Linked DNA regions of Gossypium hirsutum: region 2 is linked to region 1. Evidence: chromatin contacts called from public Hi-C data. All regions are on one chromosome and are shown on one strand. Each heading gives the region's core, a stretch centred on a gene start, on an enhancer-like site or on the middle of the called end of the contact. The rest is flanking DNA. Distances are from core to core; before and after follow the strand shown.

Region 1 (5,392 bases), core at 2,275-4,774:
TTCATCATCATTCTTTGGGGATGACCTATTTCTTCTGTGATGCCTTGGTGATGTTGAACCTGGATGGGATGATTTCCTAAGCTTAGGTGAACTTTCTCTACTATGTTTAGGGGAGTCAGAATCTACAGGAGTTAATTTTCTAGTTCGAGGACTAATACTCCTATTTCTCCTCGAAATAGATGAATGACGATCACGCGATCTCTCCAAATCTCGTCTGCCACTCCTGTCATTGTCATCTCTATCTCTATATGAACGTCGTTCACTTTCATATCTTGAACGATGATGAGATCGCACAGGTGATCTGGACCTACGGTCTCGTTGGAAACGGGGCAGAGGTGAATAAGAGCGAGACCTCCTCCTTCGCCTATAACTGATTGGTGATCTTGACTTTGACCTTGACTTTCGCCTATAAATGATCGGTGATCTTGACTTGGACCTTGATCTTCGCCGATAACTAATTGGTGATCTAGTCTTTGATCTTGATCTTCTCCGATAACTAAGGGGTGATTTTGATTTGGATCTTGACCTTGCACGAGAAGGGGATGGTGACCTATAAACAGGAGTTATAAATTAGTATAACTCTGATTTATCATTATGGAAATTGAAACCTAGGAACATACAGACAAACAAGGGAAGACTTTGATTTTTTGATTCCCAATATGTAAAATATCATCTGTAAGACAACGAAGATTTAAAAACATGAGAGAATCAGTGCAAAAAAGACATGTGCTACTCATGATAAAATACACATCATAAACAGTATTGATTGGAAAACAATGCTGCAGGCAGCAACCTATTGTATACCCATAAACCAAAAGGACCAACATATAGATACTCCAAACATGCTAAGCAGTGACATTCTGCTTGCAAATCACTTAATCCCATGGAACTTTATAATAACAGCTTTTAGGCAAACATAGGAGAACACAAGTAACTCCATATTCTTTAACAATATTAAGCCTTAAGAAACAATACATGCTTGCAGGGAAATAAACTTGTCCTGATGAGGAGACATACCTAGACTTACTCTTGGTTTCCTTCTCTTCAGTAACAAGTCCATCAGCTTTTAGCTTCCTACTTATTTCTGCAGCTCTTGCTGCAGCTAATTCTGTTGCAGACTTCATGCTTGCAGCTCGGTTAGCTGCCTGCTGAGCAGTCAATGTTTGTTGCATAAGCAAAGCCTGTTGGAATTGCATCTGTTGCATGGCAACAGCTTGCTGCATCACCAAAGGTAGAGATGAAGAAGTCAAGGATGAAATAGCAGGTTTCGGAGGAAGTGTTTTGGCCATTTCCACATTTAATGGTCGACCACCAATATCCATATTGTTCAATGCCAAAGCAGCCGTTGCTTCCTCTGGTTTTGAATATTCTATGTATGCAAAATGCTTTGAATCAGTGATTGTACACTCAACAACTGTACCACAGAAGCTAAAAAGCTGCTTCAACTGTTCCACTGTGAGAAGTGGGTTAAGATTGCTAACTTGTAGGGTTTTTTTCAATGCATCAGCCTTTGCAGCTTTGTCAGGAGAGTCTGACAAGGAGCAGATAACAGTGAGGTTGGACACTTAGCTAAAAGGGAAATATATAGGACTTGGAAAGTAAATTAAAGAAACGACAGTAGTGGAAAGCAAGATAGTATAAACAGTACCAGATGAATCTTTGGTTGACTGAGTTTGTGATTGCACCTGAGCAGCATGAGCTTGAAGGGCCTGAGCAGCAACAATAGCCTGAGCAGCAGCCATTGCAGCTGCAGAAGGTGCCATAGGAACCTGACTGAGAGTTCCCATGCTGGTTGTTGCTGCCAAAGCAGTCATCAGCAAATTGTGGGGAGGATGGTTCAATTTGCAATCAGTTTTAGCACAACGGCCATTGAGGTATTCTCGACAAACTTCCCCAAGAGATGCCCCCATTCCTGGTAAAATAGCACCACCTGAAGCACCAGAAACAATGCCTGGGATCATACCCAACAAGCCGGGGAAAGCTCCAGAAACAGATCCTGTGTAGTTTGGCATGTTGGGCATTGTTTGATTTACTAGATTTGGATATGTGGATGCAGGCGCCACCCCTAGTACAGCTCCAGTAGAAGTACCTGCATTACAACAAATTCAACATCTGCACCATGAGCGCTAAGAATGCAATCAAAAGCTATGCCCGAAAGTGAAGTCAAACATCTCAACACTAAGCAATAACAGAAATTCAACAGCAAGTTAGATGGCAGTGGGCAAAATTATATGAAGGTGAATCACATCAGGAACTTTTCTCATTCCAAATTGTGAGACTTCTTCACAACGAACAAGGTAAATAATACTATTTCAACTACTTGGACATTAAGAAATTTACATTATATAGGACAATCAAATAGGGTTAACGAATATAGAAAAATCTACATGACAAGTGATAGCAAAAGATACAACTAAAAACGAATAGACGTAGCCTTAACAATGTTACCTGCACTAAAGAACACTGGGAATGGGCTGCCCATGATGGGTTTCCCATTGCACTCAATGTTCACCATATAGTTCCCTCTCTTGGGCACCACATAAGTCACCGTGTAAGTCCCATCTCCCATATCCTTCACAATGCCCTCCTGTTCCGCACCCCCAACACCCACACCTGGCGAAACTTTCACCTTAATCTGCGCACCTCCACTCTGCACTTTCCTCCCATCTGCATCCTTTGTTACCACCATAAAGGTGGATGCTGCGCATGCTGTGCCACCAGCTATTCCTGGTCCTGCTGCCATGCACTTAGCAGGATCCACAGGTCCAACCGGTTTGTCCACCAAGTCATTGGTGTCCTCAGACTCACTATCCGATGAAGCTGCTACCACCTCCTTGTTACGGCCCTTATCAACATCTTTGAATGTGGCTTCGAAAGCCGCTTTAGCAGCAGCAGCTTTTTCAGCCTCACTTTTCAGCTTGGCCTCTTCAGCTTGTTTCATCCATATAGGCTTTGGAGCAGCTGAGGTCCGATCCGCCATCAAATTTTAAAAAAACCTAAAGATCTAAAAGTCAAAAAAATAAAATTAGCAATTACCCAAATTCTAAAATCTAAAAATACCAATTCCACTTCAATTATTGGAAAAAAAAAGCGATCTGATGTACTTCAATAATCCTAGAAAACTCCAAAACTAAAAACTATACCAATTTCAATTTGCAATTCGAATGCAACCCTAGAAAGAGAACCTACCGAATAGGTGAAGCAAAACCTTAAATTCGAAGCAAAAAAGGGAGAAAAATACGTTAAAGTTAAGCATTTGAGATTCCATTTTTCATAATTTGATAACTTTTGGAGTCCCTAAGACTATGTTTGGATGCAAAGAAAATTAAGGAAAATGTAAGAAAATATATATATATAAAAAAAAAAGAAGAAGGAAAGGGGCATTACCTTATGCTGCAATTTTGGGATCCGACGGCGAAGTCGGGCGGATAATGAATATGTGTACATATATAGGGCTGAAAGCGATGTGCTGGGGGCAAAAGCGGGATTTAATTATAAACCTTTCGAATAAACAATAAAATTTGGTCAAATTTTGGATTGGGTCCGTCTATTATGTAAACATTTGGCTTGATTATTTGCTTATGTCAAATTATAAAGTAAAAATTTAAAAATGAAAATATACTCTAGGTTCTCATAACTTATGCCATTGTTTGTATTGTTAGATTAAATAAATCATCAAAAACCTATCAAATAAAATAAAAAATTGATTCAATCAGTTTTTAGCCTAGTTCAACTGACCCATACCAATTCACAGGTCAACCAGTTTGATGCTTCTTTAGACCGATGTTCTAGTCAGTCCAGTCCAATTTAAACAATCATGACTTTAAAGTTCTACACTTTGTATATATAAAATTTAGTGCAATTTATGTTAAAAATTAAAATGTAAAAATTAAATCTCAAATTTAAACGTATCAAAAATACCATAATTGAAAATGATCCATTTTTTCATAAAATGCAAAAATAATGATAATAATAATAATAAAAGGAGCTGATGGGAATGTGTCATGTGAACCTTCCTTTAATAACTGAATTAACTAACACATTAGATTTATTGGTTTGATTAAATCGATTTAAGATCCAAATAAATGTTAAGTCAATCGATTGTCGATTAATGAATTCTATAATCGAATAGAATGATTTAACCAAATTTAATTCATATTATTTCTAGTTATTTTAAATATGTAATAATATATAATATAATTTAAATTAATTCAACCTAATTATTCGACTAAAAAAATAAAAGTCATTTGGGCGAATATAAGATTAATTTAATTAGATCGATAAGTGATTGATTAATTGATTATATTTAAAGGTGGTGAGTTAAATCGATTAAATTATAAAAGGTGATTGAATTATACAAAAAATCTTAATGACGTGGACAAGCTCTTTTTTTGTGTGTGAATTATAATAACAGAGCAAAACTCGAACAACAAACGCAACTAGTGGAATTCGAACTCAGATCACACCTGAGATAGTAAACACCCTTGACAATTAGACCATCACATGAGGTCCAAATAAGCTCTTTTTTAATTCCTTATGTTAGCATAAATTTTATTTTGTTGGAAGTGGTGTTTTCAGAAAATTTTGTCATTAAGTTAATTGAAATAGTTAACGAATAATTATTTAAACTAATTAATGATATTTTAAAAATAAATTGAATAGATTATGCTAAATTAAAATCCAAAATTTAAATTTTAAATTTGAGTATAATAAAAGGATAAAAAATAAATGAAAGGAGGATCAATGGATTATTCATGTAAGGATCAAAATTTTCAAAATAGTCATATAAATACTTATCATGTACAAAAGTGCTTAAATAAAAGGCTTCTCAAATACTGTATATCATGTTTCAAATTATGTTTTTTTTTCTTTTCATTTTAATCAATATCTAATTCAACTATCACGTGTTTTATTTTAAACACGTCAACATTCACCTAATTTTTACTACAAACCAGGTTAAAAGTGTGTAAAAAGCCCTTATTTGAGCATTTCTGTCAAAATCGAACCCTTATATGACTATTTTGAAAGATTTGATTTTTATATGAGTAATTCCTAAAAAGTTGAGCCCTAATTTAAACCTTTAAAATTTTTTTACCTCAATTAGGAGGAAAAACTAGGGATTTTTGTTTCCTTTAAAACGCAAAATGCCTTTTTTATCCTATTAATATTTGACCTAAGTTATTTTATACAAAAGGATATAATGAAAAAAATTTATTATAACCAATCAATTTATTGATTATGTCCAAATATAGAGAGATAAAAGACGTCATTCTATTAGAGTTTATGTCCAAAAAATATGACATAATTCGAGTTTATAAATACCTCGCATCAATTAGAAATAAAGAAATATTTTTACCTTGTTATAATCCATAAAACTAACAACAAGGGCTAA
Region 2 (5,920 bases), core at 2,385-4,884, 300 kb before region 1:
AACATTTATACATTCTATCAATCACGGGCGAAGTCAGAAAATTTTTTGGAGGGTAAAATTAAATTGTATGTTTTTATGATACTTAAAATACAATTTCTACATTTTAATAGCTTATATGTTTATAATTTTTTAAATGACTAAATCAAAATTTTATTATTTTAGTGGGTGAAGTGCAATTTGACCTATACTAACTTAAAATTTTATAAAGTGTAAAGAGTCAAAAATAAAAATTTTCTATTTTAGGAGGACCAAAGCCCCTACCAGCTCCCACCGTTGTCCCTACTATCAATTTAATTCTCATTTAAAAAAAATAAATTTAGCTCTTTATATTTCTAAATTTCTATCAATTTGTAACATGGGAAAGCAAAAATTGCATAATAATTATTCTAACATTCCACAAGGATGAGGTAGATGATGACAAGTCATCTTGTGAAATTAGGGCATTGATGTTAGTCATCCCTTCTTGTTGCATTTCCATGTTACAAATTAAAGAAATTTATAAATATAAAGGATTAAATTTATTAAATTATTTAAAATTAAGATTAAATTGATAGAATATAAAAATATTGAGGATTAAATATGAATTATACCAAGTTAAAAATTAGGTAAAATTCATATACACAAAATGGTACATAGCTTCCACAATTTCAAGACATCCCTTCACATGATCATCACATTTTCCTTTATAAAAATAAATAAATAATAGCTGTAAAAATTTGAAAAATAATAAATAAAAAAATAAAATTCCATCTTTCTTTTTCGTGCAAAGGACCGATAAGAGTCACGCAAAGCCTGCGAATGTACCCAAGGTATTTTTCTTTTGCAGTTTGCATTAGAATTTCAAAACTCAAAATTGTGTTCATTTTGGTCCTTTACCTATTTTCTACCCATCAATTATCACTAATTTCACACAAGAACTGTTTAATAAATATAAAATGATTTAATGTAGTGTTCTAGCTTAATTACTTTTTCAAAACACTTTGTGTCACTTTCAATTTTTCAACCATCTAGACAACAACATTTATCTTAAATATTAAAAAAAATAATCAAAATCCACGAATCTAGACATTAATTCTCGATTCAACCGATACGATTACCGGACTCATTGCCTTTGTATTTTGTTTTTATTCAACCGTGCTTCAAAATTTGACAATTTTCTTGACACAAGGTCAAAAAATTGTCCTAATGATGGGATTTTATAATCTAATTTGAGTAAAGATTTTGTTTTGAGGTTTTAAAATAAGGGGAAATTTACCTAAGAGTTTGAAATGTGATACATATGAAACCAAAAAACCATATCCAACGGTCAAAGAGACAGTGATACAACAAAACCCTAGTGTTCTCGTGACTCTCTTAATTTTTTTTTTTTTAAGATTATTCCCATTTTGAAAAGGTAGAAAAAAAACACACACATTAAAACCATTAAACATGTCTCAATCAAACATGATAGTAATACCATTAACATGTCTAAATCAAGCATGATAATCCTAGAGGAATTATTATTGGTGATTTTTTTTTTCTTTTGTAGATTGACGTCAAAGTTATCTCTAAAATTTGGTATATAAAACAATATGAATTATATTAAATGTTATTATTAGTTGGAATAGTTAATACCATTAGGAATTTTGGTTAAAATGGCGGGATTTTTTTAATAAAAACATTTCTTCCGACTCAAAAATAACATAAAATCACGTCAATATGATAAGTTGAAAGTGGTATTTCTAGGAAAAATTCATGCCAACATTAAGGGACGAAGTCAAAATTTTATTTTAGGAGGGGTCGAAATTAAATTGTAATTTTTACGATAGTAAAAATGTAATCTCACCATTTTAATAGCATATATCTCTATAGTTTTTAAAGGATTAAATAAATTTTTTATCATTTTTAAAGGACCTAGATAGAAAATTTTTCATTTTAGGGGGGTCGGGTCCCTGTCAATCCCCTAACTATGCCCCTGTCAACACTTTAATTAGAACAATTAACGGTGTTAATTAACTATTTGGATTAACTAATTATTTTATAGAAGTAGATTTCCAAATCAATATTTTCAGGTTGAATCGATAATTAATAGTTCAACCAGTTCGATCAGTTAATATATAATACAGAATAAAGAGAACCATTGTGATTTAATTAAAATCGAAACTGGCTTAAGAACATATGAATAGTTGTTTTGGGTGATTTTGTACCATATTTATTGACCAAAGGTTAGAATTTGCATTTATTAATTTCTCTAGAATTTTTTGAATTTTTTAATCATTATTTAACGTATTGAATTAGGAACCAATTGTCTAACTTATTTAACCATAATCTAATTCTTATAACATTAAACTAATTTATACTAAATTAAAGTATATGAACTGAACTGCAAATTTAAGCATAGTAGAGGGACCAAAATAAAAATTTGACCTAATAAAAATGTGTTAAAGAAGAATTTCCAGGCAATAGACAATGACTCGGATACCATTTTGAACACATGGCAAACGTTGAATGGCTAGAAAATACATATAATTAGTGGTCCATCATGGCTTAAACTAAAGACACTTATTCCCCATCCATGATCCTAGTTGTCATCCACCCACCTATTTTTAAGCAAATCATAGGGAAGGGACCCCCTTCCTTCTACGTCATTTCCATGGGAAACAAAATCATTCTACATACTTTTTCTCACATAAAACCAAATCAAAACCCCTTCCTTTTTTTCCTCATTTATTATTCTTTGGGTTAATATAAATTTTAGTCCCTGAACTCGACAATTAAGTCAATTTTGATACTTATATTTTTTTGGTCCATGTTAAAATCTAAACTTAAGAACTAGGTCCATTTTGGTCTTTGAACTCGGATTCCATCATAATTTGATGACATGGCACTCCAATATTGTGCCACATCATCACCTAAAATTTAATAAATAAATTTTAGGTGATGACATGGCACAATCTCGAAATGCCACATCATCGAACTTTTACTTTTTGCTAAGTTCAAGGGCCAAAAATGGCATGGTTATCTGAACTGGACCTAATTGGTCGGTTGAGCCGATTGGACTAAGAACTAGTTGGGGTACTAATCCGAAGAAATCCTTTTAACCAATTAAGTTGGGAATCGATACGGATCGGTTAAATCAAGTGATTGAACCAAAATTTTTTATTTTTAATGTTTTTGTATGAATTTTTTAATGATTATTTAATCGAACTAGATAGATCGATCGAACTAGTCAAACCGATGACCTAACCAGTTCGACCACTAGTCCAATTTCGAAAGTCTTGCAAAATGGACCTAGTTGTTAAGTTTAGTTACCAAAGTGGATAACAAAAAAGTACATGTGCCAAAATGAACTTAATTTCCAAGTTTACGGACTAAAAGTTATATTAATCCATTTCTTTATTTATATAGTTTAGTTCCCTTTTGTTTGCTAAAACCCAAGAAAAGTTTTCAAATTCACCCTTCCCCAGAGGCACAAAACAAAAGCTTCCAAACATCCAGCTTTCATTGTATTTTGCTAAGCTGTCACCAGCTTTCCTATTAGGCTCTCTCCCTCAGTTATTGCCTCACGCGTTACCCCCACCTCTCCATACCATCAAACCCCCCCCCCCCTTCTTTCATTTCCCTATATAAATACACCCTCTCTTTGAAAAATATCCACAAAACCCCTCTCTTCTTCTCTCTTTTTCTCATTCATTCTTTAGTTTCAATATCAAAGCAAAAATGGGTTCTTCTTGTAATGTTGTTTCAATGGCCTTACTGGCTTGTTTGGTGTTGAACTCCTTGGTTTTTGTTGCCCACGGTGGTGACTTTTACCAGGATTTCGACCTAACATGGGGTGACAGAAGAGGCAAGATTTTCAATGGTGGCAAGCTCTTGTCTTTGTCTTTAGACAGGGTTTCAGGGTCTGGTTTTCAATCTAAGAAAGAGTATTTGTTTGGAAGGATCGATATGCAACTCAAGCTTGTTGCTGGCAACTCAGCTGGCACTGTCACTGCTTATTATGTATGTTAAACATATAGTACTTCATTATTTTGAATAGGCTAGTTGATATGCGATCATCCACTTAGATTATACTTTACATTCGATACATATGTTTAATAATAAAAATAGATAAAATTTTAAAAATAATGACTAGTTTAATTTTTAATTTAACGTAAATATATTTATTTTTTAATAAAAGAGATTACTTTTAATAACAAAACTTCCATACACACAGATAATGACAATAGAATTTGTATGAACAAAAAGAATAGGAAAGAGTATTGATTCACAAGAATGAACTTATTATTTTGCTTTTTAACCAATTATTTTGGTTTTGAACCATCCCTATCTTTATGACCTTTTTCATGCTACATACATATAGAATGTGTTACAAAGCTTTTATGTTACATTTTAGAAGTGTTTTTAATGTATTTTTTGTGTATGTTTTGCAGCTGTCATCTCAAGGGCCAACCCATGATGAGATAGACTTTGAATTCTTAGGGAATCTGAGCGGTGACCCTTACATTTTACACACCAATGTCTTTACACAAGGCAAAGGCAACAGAGAACAACAGTTCTATCTTTGGTTTGACCCTACAAGAAACTTCCACACCTATTCCATCATTTGGAAACCCCAACACATCATGTAAGAACCCATCAAATAATGCCTGCTACTTTGTCTTTTGCCTTAATAACATTAGCTACTTTTTGTTTTTTATTCTCAGTTTCTTGGTGGATAACACCCCCATTAGAGTCTTCAAAAATGCTGAATCCATTGGTGTACCATTCCCCAAGAGCCAACCCATGAGGATTTACTCTAGTTTATGGAATGCTGATGATTGGGCCACAAGGGGTGGATTAGTGAAAACTGATTGGGCAAAAGCACCTTTCACAGCTTATTACAGGAACTTCAATGCCAATGCTTGTGTCTGGTCAGGAACAAGTTCATCATGTGCTAAAACTAACTCGGTCTCCGCCGGTGCATGGGAAACAAACGAACTTGATGCACCAGGAAGAAGAAGATTAAGATGGGTTCAAAAATATTTCATGATTTATAACTATTGCACTGATTTGAAACGTTTCCCTCAAGGTGTTCCACCAGAGTGTAAACGCCCAAGGTTCTAAAATCAAACCTGTTCCACCAGAGTGTAAACGCCCAGGGTTCTAAAATCAAACCTCTCCTCTTTTCCATGTAATATATTCTTTTTTTCACTACTTTCTTACTATGTATTCAAGTTGAATAAGTTATTATTATTATTATTATTCTTTTTATGTATTTTTATTTCTCTTTGTTGCTTCTTAAATCATCTTGAAAATAGATGTAAATTCCCTGTTTCTGATAATAAAATTTTCCTCTTTTTGAGTATTTAATATTCATTCAACTTCAAAGTAATTCTTCCCCTACCACAGAGGTAATCTCCTTTCAAGATAAATTGAATGACATAGAAATTATTAAGATATTTTTAATATGATGCAGTGCTTTCATACAATCTGTTTCTAACAACTCATCACAATAATCATATTCTCAAATTTGCTCAACACAATCGCCTCGCCTCATAAACACGAGCCAGATGCATCCGGATTGTAATCTAAAAACATTAATAGCCGACTGAAATGTAGATTGAAATGCTTTAGGAAGGAAAAAAGAAACTCCACTTTTTTAATCTAAATTTTAATTTTACCAATTTTTAAGTTGATTTCTGGTTTCGATTTCTTGTTGGAACAATAAATGTAATTCAATAATCTTTATATCAGCAAGTGGGAATTAATGACAAATTTTAAAAATGAGTACCAAGATTTTTTATTTAATAATAATATAATTTTTTTTCTTAGTAATTATGGGGCAGAAGGTCGTACGAATTATGGGGCAAATTTATGGAACTAAAGAGCTTTTGTTTTTATGTGTGTCAAAGGATAAGGCTTTCCTGTCCTGAGGGAAGTGAAATAGGATCACGATGCA

Evidence for each region. A called contact is a pair of places that touch in the nucleus more often than the background predicts.
Region 2: a Hi-C map of leaf shows a contact between it and region 1, with 2.2 times the contacts expected there. The contact joins the promoter of LOC107934480 here to the promoter of LOC107934462 in region 1. A contact is called at or near these places in 2 of 34 Hi-C or Micro-C datasets (both in leaf).

Annotation. Positions count from the first base shown.
Region 1 is chrD02:2,863,099-2,868,490 of Gossypium_hirsutum_v2.1, forward strand. It overlaps LOC107934462 (serine/arginine repetitive matrix protein 2), which reads right to left and starts at 3,525. Exons shown (of 10, transcript XM_016866889.2): 1 at 3,388-3,525; 2 at 2,449-3,004; 3 at 1,649-2,089; 4 at 1,018-1,531; 5 at 1-550. The coding sequence starts at 2,980.
Region 2 is chrD02:2,560,107-2,566,026 of Gossypium_hirsutum_v2.1, forward strand. It overlaps LOC107934480 (xyloglucan endotransglucosylase/hydrolase 2), which reads left to right and starts at 3,635. Exons shown (of 3, transcript XM_016866921.2): 1 at 3,635-3,981; 2 at 4,413-4,606; 3 at 4,686-5,326. The coding sequence starts at 3,700. The coding sequence ends at 5,085.